Regions from separate parts of the Zea mays genome. Here region 1 is linked to region 2. The links are chromatin contacts, called in public Hi-C maps. All regions are on one chromosome and are shown on one strand. The core of a region is the stretch at or near the end of the contact, and the rest is flanking DNA. Distances in the headings are between cores, read along the strand shown.

Region 1 (6,632 bases), core at 1,920-4,419, 210 kb before region 2:
ACTTCCCCATATAGAATGATCGTCATTATATTCATCGCCAACACTGATGCTTCCATAAACATAACAGCACAAGCAAAAGCATCCAACTACAGCCGGCTGTAGGTTTCCAGTAGTTTCAGATTATCCGGAGTTCTTAGCATGTAACATCATTAAAAAAAAACAAAACTCTCTAGTTAATAGGGTGGTATTGTGCCGAAACCCGCTTGGGAGGAAGCTTCCGAAGGACGAAGAGAACTAGCGCAGAAGGCAGTATCTCCGCAAGCTGTACAGTTGAGAGCATTCATAAGAAACATTAGTCTTTGGGGATGAAAAGATGCTACCATATTCGAGGCACAGGGCGGTGTTAGTTTAGTGCCTTTACCATATAATAGAAGAAATCTAGGACTGGATGGTCCAAAACCTCGAGAGATACATCGGCATCAAACGCAGATAATGCAACCTACCATCAGTAAGGATCAACTATCAGAAGAAATAAACACTGCACCATTTATATGCATTTACATGTGGGGGTGTCTTTTCTTTAAAGATAATTAGCAAACTACAAATCCGTTCGTTTTGTCAGTCTTCTCAGAACAGCACAGCACGCAGCATCCCGTGCGGTACAAACTAGTCTACTGTCTGTGTGTGCTATGTTTGTACGAGACAGGTCAACATCATACATTTACTTTCGGCCAACCAAAGGAATAATTAAACCTTCCTTCCTTCCTTCAACACCAACCAATCAGTAAAAAGTGGGAACAACATACTCACCACAACACATCTTATCAGGAAGCAGGTAACACAAATTGCTGTCACAGTCCCAACCTGAAACATTTTGAAAAAATGCAACATCAGAATGGAAACTATGGAGATGTTGAAGTCCTGAACAGTCATATTGTTACATGAAGAACCAAACAGACTTAGATGCGTTATTAAGATACCAGAATAGCAGATCATTTTTTTATTGGACAAAAGATACCAGACACTAAATAAACTATCACCTTTTACGAACCAAACCAATGGAAATTCTATGTAGAGTTTCTTCTAATAATTTATGTGGCAATGCTCTTGCCGATCTTTCGAGAGAAAAAAAATACAAGTAGAGATATCATATAATACGGTTAGTTAGTCACTAGACAAATTACCAATTCTATGAGAAGCCTGGACTTCAGGCTCATAGATACTGCAAAGATAATCATCAAGTCTAGCTCTGTAGCCCCTCTCGGGCTAGCTGCTGCTGTTGTTTTGCCTAGTGTTTGGGTTTTTATCCAGACCTTGCCTGTAGTCTTTTTTTTATCCTTTTCCCTTTCTAATAAAACTTTCTTACATTTTGGGTCTCCCCTACTATGTTTTCACTAAAAAACCAATTGATATACGTAATTCAATTTGTTGTAAACATGGTATAAGAATGATGTTGCAAACATGTCATAAGAATTCCATGTTCCACACATGCTAATTTCCACTATTCAACGGTAAGTGTGATATACGTAATTCATAGTATGCGATAGCGTGAACCAAATGATATGTCCTAACACCATGTTACATCGACAATTTGTTTCCTAGTTTGTACAGAATGGCCGTTGAACAGTAAAGGTAGTTGTTGCTGGGTTGCGATCACCTCATAAAGCTTCTTTTGCCGCCCCTTAGATTCAATAGGGAAACGTCTCAGCAAGACAAATAACCTGAAGTAAAACAACATCATCTTTTTTTGTAGGCAATACAAAACTAGAGGTGTGCAAGTGAGTACGATAGCAAAAGACACTGAGCATTGTGTTACCTTCCACCATATACTGAAAAGCCAAGAAGCGCAACGAAGGAGACAGCTACGATGAATATTTTGCTGGCTAGCTCGACCACAGCATTATCATTTATCCCAAGGTATATCCATATGCAAACCTGTCCAGATGTGCAACCAAAGGTACTGAGTCAAAGTTAGAAATAAAAAGGTAATTTAAAATCATCAATAGAAAAGAAATCCAATAAATTACATAAAGATAGAAATTGCATGGACAGGACAGGACAGGAATAAAGAGACAGCTTTATCGAATGAGAAAGTAGGAGATGAAAATACCTGAACAACGTATATGATGGTGTTAACGGCAATGTATGCAGGCCTCAGCTTGTCTGTTGGGAGACTCCTAGCCTGCAACTCAACCAAGATCTGTGCTTATACCATTTGTTTGTGCTTTCTAATGGTAAAATGTAATGGAATTCCTTCCAGATGTAAAAGTGGGAAAAAATTTGGAGAGGATTTAAAATGGAAGGCGAGTGTGGCACCTGATGGTATATTTCTGCCCAGAAGAGCACGAGCAAGGTGTAGGTGGAGAAAAACAACAGACCAGGGAGATCTAGCAACACCAACTTGTATACCTGTGGAGGAAGCAGCCGGAAGAGGGGGGAGCAAATGAAGCTTGATGTTTATTAGGCACAAGACCGTGCATCGATCGTCTGAGAGCAGGTGAAGAGGAAAATTACAGTCTTACTTTTGCGCGGAGGAGGAAGACGTGGACATGGAAGCCGAATACCAGAGCACGGACTGCAGCAGGGAGAGGTGCTGGTCAGTAGCGTTTGGCTGGCTATTTTTAGCTGGCGTGATCAGCGTATAAATAAATTGATGAAACAGGGCCAGCCCCATGTGGAACGATGGAATCGACAATGAGGAAGCAGATTGAGTAGATATAGGTGAGAATGGTTAATTACCCCCGTTGACAAGGAAGTTCATGAGGTGGAAGACCTTCTGCGTGGTCCATCCGAACTCGGGCACCCGGCGCTGGATCCTGACGAGCTGAATCTGCAGGGGGGCATGACAGAGGGAGCAGAGGTGAGGATCCAACGGAGTTGAACGCTGCCCGGTGCCTCTTGCGCCCGCTCTGGAACTGGAAGCAGAAGGGCGCAGGAGCGGAACCAATCGGCGAATAGCAGCTGAGATCAAGCATTAATTCCCCGCCTCCGCGCTGCCCTGTCCCCCGCAGAGGAGGCAAGGAGGGGAGGGAGGGGCGGGCGTACCAGTGCGACGGCGGAGACGAGGGCGTAGGCGGCGGCGAGGGAGAAGAAGGCCGCGTCCTGGCACTGGGGCGACTCGTTGACGTCATCCCACCAGCCCCGGAGCGCGTCGGCTGCCGAGGAAGAGGATGCGGCGGTAGCGAAGGAGGATGCGAGGTCCCTCCTCATCTGGCCCCCTCTGCTTTTCTCTTGTGTGCCTTGCCTGCGGTGCGCGAGGGAGGAAGAAGACGCACAAAGGAGAGAGGCAACAAGGGAAAAGGCAGTGGGCCCACGCGTCAGTGTGTGTTTTGGGCGTGCGCGGCGGCTGGGGCCCGGCAGCAGTGAGGTGGGGAGAGCGGTGGGATTCCCTTCTCTCTTTTTTTTTTCAGCAGCGGATTGCGTTTGGCGCCGGCACACGTCGCCCACTCGAACTACCAACGTCCGTTTCTCTCTTTTCTAATCTAAATACTTAGAGCATCTCCAAGAGACTCTTTATTTTTTTACTCTCTATTTGACTATCTATTTATGTTTTCATAAAGATTACACTCTATATCTACATTTCAGTCCAACAGATTATCTATCTAGTTTGGCTAGTCAGGTGGCTAGCCAAATTTAGCTAGTGAGAGAGCCAATTTAGAGAGCCAGATAGCTTGCGAGTCATATAGCTAGTCTGTTGGAGATTTATTTTGCTATTGAGTAGCCAAAATTTGGCTTGGCGAGTTAATTAGCTAGTCTCTTGGAGATGCTCTTATAAGAGCAACTTCAATAGTTATTCTAAATAACTCTTAAATTTAAGAAGTAAATAAAAAAAATTCAATGATTATCTAAAAAGAAACAGAAAAAAGAAAAGAATAAAGAAAAAAAGAAAGAACTTGCATTTGGGCCCAAAGTGCTTTGTCGGCACATTCACCCTTCCTCTGCGCGGTTCAGCCGCACATGGCTCGCGCACGTAATTGCCACCGACGTTGACTAGCGGGATCAGGCCGTCAGGTGCCCCGCTTCGTTGTCTCCTCGCGACGCATACTCGCTGGCATGTGGGGCCCCCTTGTCAGCACGTCCTTCTCCACCGTAACCACCGCACGAAATCGCCGTCGCGGCTTGAATCCCGACCGGTTTCCGTTACTCCTTGACCGATGGCTCGGGGATAAAAGCTCGGGCACCTTGTGGTTCTCTCCTCTTCCCCGTCTCCCCTCGCTCGCAAGCTAAAACAGTCGTCGCTTACTAGCCGCCGTCGCCGAAACCACCGAGGGTGAGAGTGCTCGCACAGTCGCTGCTGGTAATCTCGGTCGACGCCGTTTGACCATCGACGCTAGTGCTGCGAAGATCACCTAGTCACGTCGCTTGGAATAAGAGCCTTCCGAGACCAAATCGTGGACGAGGATGCCGTCAATTGCTCGTCGTGCCTTTTCCACCACCGTCGTGCCACCCCGACATCGAGGACAGCGCCACCGCCGTCACCCCTTCCGGTACGAATTGCCTCAGCTAATCCGCAACTACCTTAACTTCGTGGTAGACCTGTTTAATTCATGCATAGGGCTGTTAGGCGCCCCCTCGGCTCTGCGCCGATGATGCTCCACTACATTGGGGGTCGGCGTCGCCGTCTCTGGCCGAGACGGGTAGGGGATCACGTATGGTCGTTGATCCAATAGTGGGTGCCTGCGATTAGATCAGGTTACCGCTTCGGCGCTGGGAATCCGGGTCGTCCGATTTGGATCGGGCGAACCTAGGATTGGGTTCGCCGTTTTTAAATCCAGACCATTGATTCACCCACAGGCAGATCCGGGCTGGTCTCAGGGGACCGCTGTCCTCAGTCGTTAATCATAGATCGAGCAGGTCAGTTTACATAACGGTTCGGTCCAATACGGTCTAATTCGGGCCATTCGCGCTCAATCCGACGCCTGAAATCAACTTGTAACCCTTTGGCCCCGGAAACTTGCTAAAGAGTCCCTAGAGTTTTTAAGAATAAACTCGCCGTCCACATATACGTAAAGATCATCGCGTCTGGGTCCTAGAATTTACAGATCGAACCCCGAGCTTTTCAGTATTAGTACGCGCAGTCCACATAGTTGGTAAATCAGATAAATGAATATAGAATTTGATGTTTAGTACAAAAATAATTCCAAGAACTTGTTTAATCCATAGAAAATTCATTTCAACTCGTTTTTAATTCATTCCAGTGGCATTAATTTTGTATTAATATTGTTTATCATCTAGTAACTCTGTTTAGCTATGAAACATAGATTAAAATTATTCACCTGATTTATTCTATACTGAGCACTTAATAACTTCTGAAAATCATAACTCAATAACCATAATTCCGAATTTAGTGATTCTTGTTCCTACGACCTCGTTATGACACGTAGAATATTATCATGCATTACATTCTGTTGTTTGGTGTGATGTTAATTTCTCCTATATCATGTTTGTTTGTATTGTTGCGAGTAGACGAGCAAGCCACTAAGGACCCAAGTGTTCAGCAGGTGGAGACTGTTGAGCAAAAGCTCGTTGAAGGTAAGTTGTGCCCTTGATCACTTCTATTTACCCAATAATATTCCTATTAATCATTATGATATGCATAAGTTAATTTTGATAGGACCCAATAGGTTACCCTAGTTTGGCTATTTTTATACTTGTTTACCACTAAACTTTTGGGTAGTACCTACTATTGCTTTATGTGATTTTGGGTATTGAGATACACATTATTCATGATCATGCTTTTATTATCAGTTTGTTATTTACTGTTCATGATAAGATCATTATGTTAATTGGAACGTGGAGCGACCACCCGGAAAAACAGTGCTACCACAAGGGTGGTATGGGACACCCTTGGCTGACTAATTAGGAAAGCTAGTGGATGACTAAATTACCCAAAATGGGCAAGGGCAGTAGGGAGTGGTTGGTGTAGGGAGGTCCTCGGGTTGATTTTGCTGCGATGGTGGTCAGGCAAGGGATCCCTGCATTAGGGCTTCCTAGAACTGTAGTGGGTTTCCTGAAGCTAGTGGAACTTTGTAAATGCCTCGTAGTGTTACCCTGCCTCGCTTCCTTGGTAGAGATGTATGGGAAGTCACGATCCCTTGGCAAATGGGTAACATGACTTGTGGGTAAAGATGCGCAACCTCTGTAGAGTGTAAAACTGGTATATCAGCCATGCTCACAGTCATGAGAAGCTCGATAGTGGAGACGACGGGGAGCGTCCAAGAGGAGCCAGAAGCGGAGCACCACTTGTGCGTAGAGAAGGCCCGCGACTCTCTACGGAGTTACTCGACCAAGGTGCTTGGCCCTCGCGTGGGCTTCCCTTTGCGTAGGGGCACCAACGAGGATTAGTTGGGACCTTGCGTGGTTCCGGATACCTCGGTAAAAATACCGGCGTCATCCACAAGAGTTTGCATCTCTACCTTGCTCTTTAAGTTTCCGCATTTATATCAAGCATTTAAGTTTCAATCTTGTATTCATACTTATATAGTGTAGATTGAAACTTATCCATTGCGGTAGAGATAGCAACACTTAGATAAAACCTAGTTTGCATACTCTAGTTTGATTATTTGCATAGATTTTGCTCTAGGGAATTATTTGTGGCCTAGTTTAGTGAAAGTTTTAGAAGTCCTAATTTACCCCCCCTTAGGCGTCACTCGTTTCCTACAAGTGGTATAAGAACCTGGTTTGGCTCATTT
Region 2 (6,575 bases), core at 1,973-4,472:
AACTTGTAGAAGAAACATGGGAGCACAGACAACATACATGGACAGTACACTTAAGCAGTACATTACAAACGAATAACTAAAGCAAAAAAGGATATAGAACCTCAGTTAGTTGAAGTGGACGTCAAATAATGAAATTAAAATTTTGAAGCTGCATAATAAGTAAAGGTATCGTCAGTTCCCTGCAATGCGGAGGCATGTAAGGAAAATTGTATGATAACTGACTACAACTCATACACACAGGGACTTAGTCCTATTAGAACAAATTATGATAACTGACTACAACTCATACACAGAGGTACTTAGTCCAATTAGAAGAAATTGATATGGAACAACAAGGGGATCTGTTGGGAAAGTAAACAGTTATTGGTACTTAGTTCTTGGAATAGGAAGAAGAACTTTCATTTCAGTACGAGCATCATTGAGCAAACATCATACAAACAACATGACTGCAAATTAATTCACCAGTTACAGTTTGGTGGATACACTCAAATGAGCAGACGACGATGACGAATATCAAAAGCAGACAAGAGTGTTCATGTCGTATCCTATGATCGACAACTTAAAGCATTGGTCTTGGTGTAGATGATAACGACGGATCTGTTGACCAATTAACCCTAGTTGACCAAGTTCGCCATGAACATATAAATCGTTCTAATTAAACATGTGAAGTACATGTAAACCCTAGGGTCAATCGAACTTAGGTTATGTTGGGACACGGATTGAATCGGAGCTCTGGAACTTGGAGCAGCGAGTGACGTACCTTGGCACTTGAAGCTCTAATGACGCAGATCGGGTGAGCGCAGATCTGTCGGCGAATCGACGAACCCCCATTGACCTCCGCCCAGCAGACGCCGATCCGGCGGACAGAGACGACCGGCGGCGGCGCCTTCGCACAGACCAGTAGAAAGGAATCGCGGCCGTGCGCGGATCCACAGCTTCCTTCTCCGGCGGCGTTGAAGTGGCGATAGAATCGCCTGGAGCTCGCTGGACGGAGTTTTCCGACCGCGGGTGCTTGTCTGGGAAGGTACCGGCCGAGGGGGAGGCGAGCGCAGTAGCGTCCCCATCCATGTAGCGGGAGAGAGAAGGAAACGAGAGGGGAGAGGAGGAGGAAGAGGGCTGCGGTGAAGGGTTTAGGGGTGTACTGTAGCCCCTATATGGTCTACAATAGTAGGGGAGGGGGAGGGAAGAGTCGACCGGTGAACACAGTCTTAAGACTGTGTTCAACGGTTGCTCTCGGTGTCCCCCTCCCCTAACACTGTAGCCGATATAGGGGCTACAGTGCGCCCCCTTCCCTTCAACGGCGTCCTCCTCCTCCTCTCCCTTCCTGATTCTTTCTCTCTCCCGCTAAATCGATGGGCACGCTACGCCGTATTCCTTCCCCGCAGCCGCTTCTTCGCCCACACGCCCGCGCGCTCGGAATACTCCGCACCAATCATGGACGCTGCCGGCGCGCGTCCATCGACACCGTCGGCCGCTGCTGCCGCAGTCGTCGGGGCCTCCGTCGCGGACGAGCCCCGGGACGCGCGGGTGGTGCGGGAGCTCCTGCGCTCGATGGGTCTCGGTGAGGGCGAGTACGAGCCCCGCGTCGTGCACCAATTCCTGGACCTGGCCTACCGATACGTCGGAGACGTGCTAGGGGACGCCCAAGTCTACGCCGACCACGCCGGGAAGGCTCAGATCGACGCCGACGACGTCCGCCTCGCCATCCAGGCCAAGGTCAATTTCTCTTTCTCCCAGCCGCCGTCGCGCGAGGTACCAATCGTACCTTATTCTCAGTTTGGGCAAATCAGTTGGCTTATGTTTATTTTCTTCTATCCCCGCCAAATCGTTGCTTTCTCCCTGGGTTGGTTTTGTACGGCCGAGTCCATGAAACCTAGTTATTTTGCTGCCCGTGTAGTTGAAACTAGATTTCGAATTAGTTTTGTTTTTGCTGGATTAGTTTGGTCCCTGCTCAATTCCATTGATAGAGAGATGGAAATGTCAATATACAACATAGATTCAGATATATATTCAGAAAGAGTTTAACTACTAAAAGCCACATAGATCAGAGACAATAACATCCTAATCCAAAACATAACCATTAAGAGAAGATTCATAATTCTAAACTACTATAAAAATTAATTATTCATGTGTTGTAATAAATTCTTGAAGTTTCAAAAGCTGTGTCTTCATGCATTCTAATGGTACTTATCATTCCTGTGCTGCATTGCAGACTATGGTGATCTTTTTACTTCCTATGTCTATAACAATTTTAGTTATTAAAACCACTTTGGCCATACACTAGGATCATATTGGTCAGGAACTAGCTTTCATATGGGAAAATGACAGCTAGTGCATTGCATGCTACATAAGCTTCAAATGGTTCAGTTTGAAATTGATTGCCACCCACCGGTTGCATTTTAAATTTGTAGATGATTAGATGTAGATAATTCATGATTGATACTTGTAGGATTGAACACTGTTGAGAATAATGTAATATTATCCACACTTGTGCTTTTCTGTGGTATTTTTAGCTTTTTCATTTTTTACAGTTTTTTTGCCTCTGAATTGTAGAGCAATATTGTAGCCTCTGGTGGTCTTGGTGGTGAGGTTTTCATTTGGGACCTTGATGCTGCTCTTGCTCCTGTAGCCAAATCTGTGGATGCAAAAGAGGATGAGGTTCCTAATGGAAACTCCGGGCCTGCTTTGACAACACTGTGCAGCATAAATTCTAGTTCTTATTATGTTGATAAGAGATTTCTTTAAACGTGATCCATGTTGATCCCTTGGACTCTTCACAAAAAAAAGTACAATATGTATTGCTCGCCTAGAAAATGATACATCAGTTACCTAAGGAAGTGTAGGAAGTACCAATTAACATTTGAAAAGAGCAAATTTCTTATTATTTTAAAAACATATAATTTCAACGATTTTTTACTAACGTATTTATACTAATTACGAAGTGCGCGAATTAATTGTGTACTAAGTTGCCGCCGCGCACTGTTCATAGAGCAAATAAAAATAAAACAAAAAATGTATGGTAGTTGAGTTAGTTGAAGATGAAAGTATATAATATTGGTGTGGTGGGGTATAGAGGTTTGATATAGGGGAAACCGCTGTACAGTGTAGAGATATAGGGGGAAAGAGAACGCTGACGTGACAGGTGAGTGAGATATAGCAGGGCGCGGCATGTGAGGCACTGCACCAGCTGTACATGGAGGGGCAACTGTCTTGTCACGGTTGGGCCAATCTAGGATGGAGTAATTTGGGCCTCTGCGGCCCGCTTACGCACGTTCTTGCCCTGCTTTGCTCTCTCCAACTCCAGCATCGCCCCAAACAGCGGAGCCAGCACCACCACCACCGCGGCGGCGCGAGCGTCACTGCCCTGCCCTCTCCTCCTCCTGTCCTACTGCTCTACCGTCCTCTCCCCCCCGCGCCGCTGCCGCAACCAAAACCCTAAAAGTCGCTTTCTATCCACTTGCTCCGCCGCCTCCACCACCGGGCGCCATGGCGGACACAGTGCAGTACCGCCTGGAGCGGATGACCGACGAACTGGACGACCTGGAGCGCCGGGGCCTCTTCACGCGCGGCGAGCTAGCTGACGTCGTCCGCAAACGCCGCGACTTCGAGTACCGCCTCCGCCGCCACTCCCCGCTCCGCCAGGACTTTCTCGACTACATCGCCTACGAGCTCCGCCTCGACTCCCTCCGCAACCTCCGCAAGCGCGCCATCATACGCGCCGCCGCCGAAGACGACGACGACGAGCCTCAGCACGACGCTCGCAGCAGCGACGACGAGGGAGGCCGGAGGAAGAGGAAGAAGGATAAATCCAAGAAGAAGTGGAAGAAGTCCGTCTCCGACGTCGCGGGCGTCCTCCGCGTCCTCGACATCTACCGGATGGCCACCGTCAGGTTCAAGGGCGATCTCGACCTCTGGTTCCGGTACCTCGAGTTCTGCCGCGACAAGCGACACGGCAGGATGAAGCAGGTATGCCACCACCATCAACAGTCCAACACCAGACCGATTCATCTTTAGTTGGTTGCTAAGTTCAAAGTTCACCTCTGTAACTTGCTGCTGTTCTGCTCGATTTCACAGATGTCTCGTTCTGGACTATACACTGACATTCTGCTATGCTCACAAGAAGATCGGGGAAACCTGAAACCTTTCTATGCCTATAATGTGCTATATTCCAGCTACACATCTAGTACGACGTGGGGCCACACACTCTAATTTGGCCAACAAGTTATTAGCCAATTATTACAATTTGCATTGCACGTTCTTCATTTATTTCTTATCAAGTAGGAATGTTCAATTTTGAGCTATGATCATAAGGAAGACCTTTATTTGCATACACTGGCAAACTTTGATGTTGTTCTGTCCTTATGCTTGTCTTCTTACTTCAGGTTCTGGCACAAGCCATTCGCTTCCATCCCAAGGTTCCTGGGCTTTGGATCTATGCAGCAGCATGGGAATTCGATCAGAACCTGAACGTTGCCGCGGCACGTGCACTGATGCAGAGCGGTCTCAGGTCTTGCCCTCAGTCAGAGGATATGTGGATCGAGTATCTTCGCATGGAGCTTACCTACCTTAACAAGCTCAAGGCTCGAAAGGTTGCTCTTGGAGAGGATGTCAAGACGCTGCAAAAGAAAGACAACGATGCGAGCCAGTGGAAAGAGGAAAACAAGGAACTGTTCATGCCACTGAATGAACAGGTCAAAGATCCTAAGGAGCCAGGCTCGGCTGGAGATGCCCTGGAGGAGAAGGAAGACCTGTTTTGGCGTCAAGGGTTGTTAATCATTCAGACCATATATCATGGTGCCGTGGAAGCTCTTCCGTCAAGCTTAACCTTGCGGAAGAAATTCTTGGAGATACTAAACAGTGTTGACTTGGCACATTCTGATGAGTTAAAACTGGAGGTCCTGGATGACCTTAAGAGAGATTTCTCTCATAGCGAGGACTACTGGGATTGGTTTGCTAGGCTTCAGCTTAGCAACTTGAACAGTTCCAGTAATTCGAATAGAAAGGATGCTATATCAAACAAGTTGAACAGATCAATTCAGGTAAAGGAATTGTGTCACAGCTCCCCTATAAATATAAACCTCCAGCATGGTTATCAACGAAATCTCAAACGTGCTTCTTATTTAGCGAAATATAATAAAAAGATAGGGAATGAAGTTGAATGCACAGTGGCTGTCTTGCATGAATATATTTTTTAATGTTAATGCATCACAGGCAATTTATATCGTAGGTATAAGATTTTAATTGTGTACTCACATGCTTAGTGGATGTTAGCTGTGTAGTTGTATGCACTAGATTGTTACCTAATTTGCTTACGAGATAATTGTTGTAGTATGCTTGTTATGAAAGCTTTCTTAATACCATTTGCGATTATAATATTATTACTCGACCTGCGGGGGGTAAGACATCCCCCGAGTATTGTATTAAGAAGAAGAGGTCGAGAAAACCCCCGAACCCCTGCCCCACCCATACACAGCGGCATCGAAGCCCATGTGGGAATGACCGCGACCGGGGCTGAGCCTTAGGCCCATGCTTTGACGTGGGACAGACGAGGGGATTTCTTTTAACCACAACCTGAAATTCGCTCCCACGGGGAGGCAAACCCGGGACCTGAGGAGTCCTTCTCAAACCACCTAACCAACTCGGCTAGAGGCCCTTTCGCGATTATAATATTATTAGAGCTTGATTAATCTGTACAGCATATGGTACACCCTTTAAAGCTGTCCTTTTGTAATAGTCTTGTAGTATGTCTGATACAACCTTTCTGAACATTCTACATTTGTATTGTCATGTGAATCTAGGTGTATGACGAAGCTATCAGGAAGCTACCAAATTCCAAAATGTACTCATTGTATGCAAAGTTTTGGATGGATGTTATATATACTGACAGAGAAGATTCAGTCACATTATTCCAGGATTCTGAATTTGATGCTTCAGAGTTCACTTCATCCATACTGAAAGTTTATGAAAATGCAGAATCATGTGGATGTCTTACTGAGGATCTTGCTTGCCAATACATATCACTTTACTTGAAACTAGAAAGACTGGAGGAAGCTAAGACTCTCGCAGAAAAGCTTTGTGATGGTCCTCTTTCAAATGCTGCAAATTTGTGGAGCCTGAGATTTACTATGGAGATAAATTCAATTGCAACTGCTCCTGGCAGTTCTTCCTTGAGCAAGGAGAACCTGAGCTCTCTGCTTGATCTATTTAGCACTGTACTCTCCAAGTTGTCTGTAACTGAGGCTGAGAGACTGTGGCATATGGTAAGTTTTTTAGGTTGGTATTGGCAAATTTATTTTGGTTTTACCTTGCTATTATTACTAACTTACTGCGTTTGAAAATTATCCATGATGCATTTCAGGCCATGAAGTTGTTTTCCCATGATAAGGTCTGTTTCGAGAAGCTGGTGAAGTGTGCGATGCTATCATTAAGTCTGGCAGGTGGCAGTGATTCAGGAGCATCAGTTTCTTCTGCTATCGTTGGATGGTATTTGCAAAGAGATGGTGTGAAGCATGCTAGGAAGATGTATAAGAGGTATGGAAACTAGCTCTACAGTTGTCAATGTGAATTGTGTGGTT

Evidence for each region. A called contact is a pair of places that touch in the nucleus more often than the background predicts.
Region 1: a Hi-C map of leaf shows a contact between it and region 2, with 8 times the contacts expected there. The contact joins the promoter of LOC100279488 here to the promoter of LOC103648282 in region 2. A contact is called at or near these places in 3 of 25 Hi-C or Micro-C datasets (ear, endosperm and leaf).

Annotation. Positions count from the first base shown.
Region 1 is chr2:243,002,457-243,009,088 of Zm-B73-REFERENCE-NAM-5.0, reverse strand. It overlaps LOC100279488 (Tobamovirus multiplication protein 1), which reads right to left and starts at 3,169. Exons shown (of 10, transcript NM_001152490.1): 1 at 2,986-3,169; 2 at 2,680-2,770; 3 at 2,463-2,515; 4 at 2,257-2,349; 5 at 2,051-2,122; 6 at 1,757-1,875; 7 at 1,598-1,661; 8 at 751-804; 9 at 362-439; 10 at 1-262. The coding sequence starts at 3,150. The coding sequence ends at 170.
Region 2 is chr2:242,789,534-242,796,108 of Zm-B73-REFERENCE-NAM-5.0, reverse strand. LOC103648282 (U3 small nucleolar RNA-associated protein 6 homolog) reads left to right here and starts at 3,222. Exons shown (of 6, transcript NM_001354894.1): 1 at 3,222-3,966; 2 at 4,383-5,039; 3 at 5,799-6,260; 4 at 6,359-6,531. The coding sequence starts at 3,487.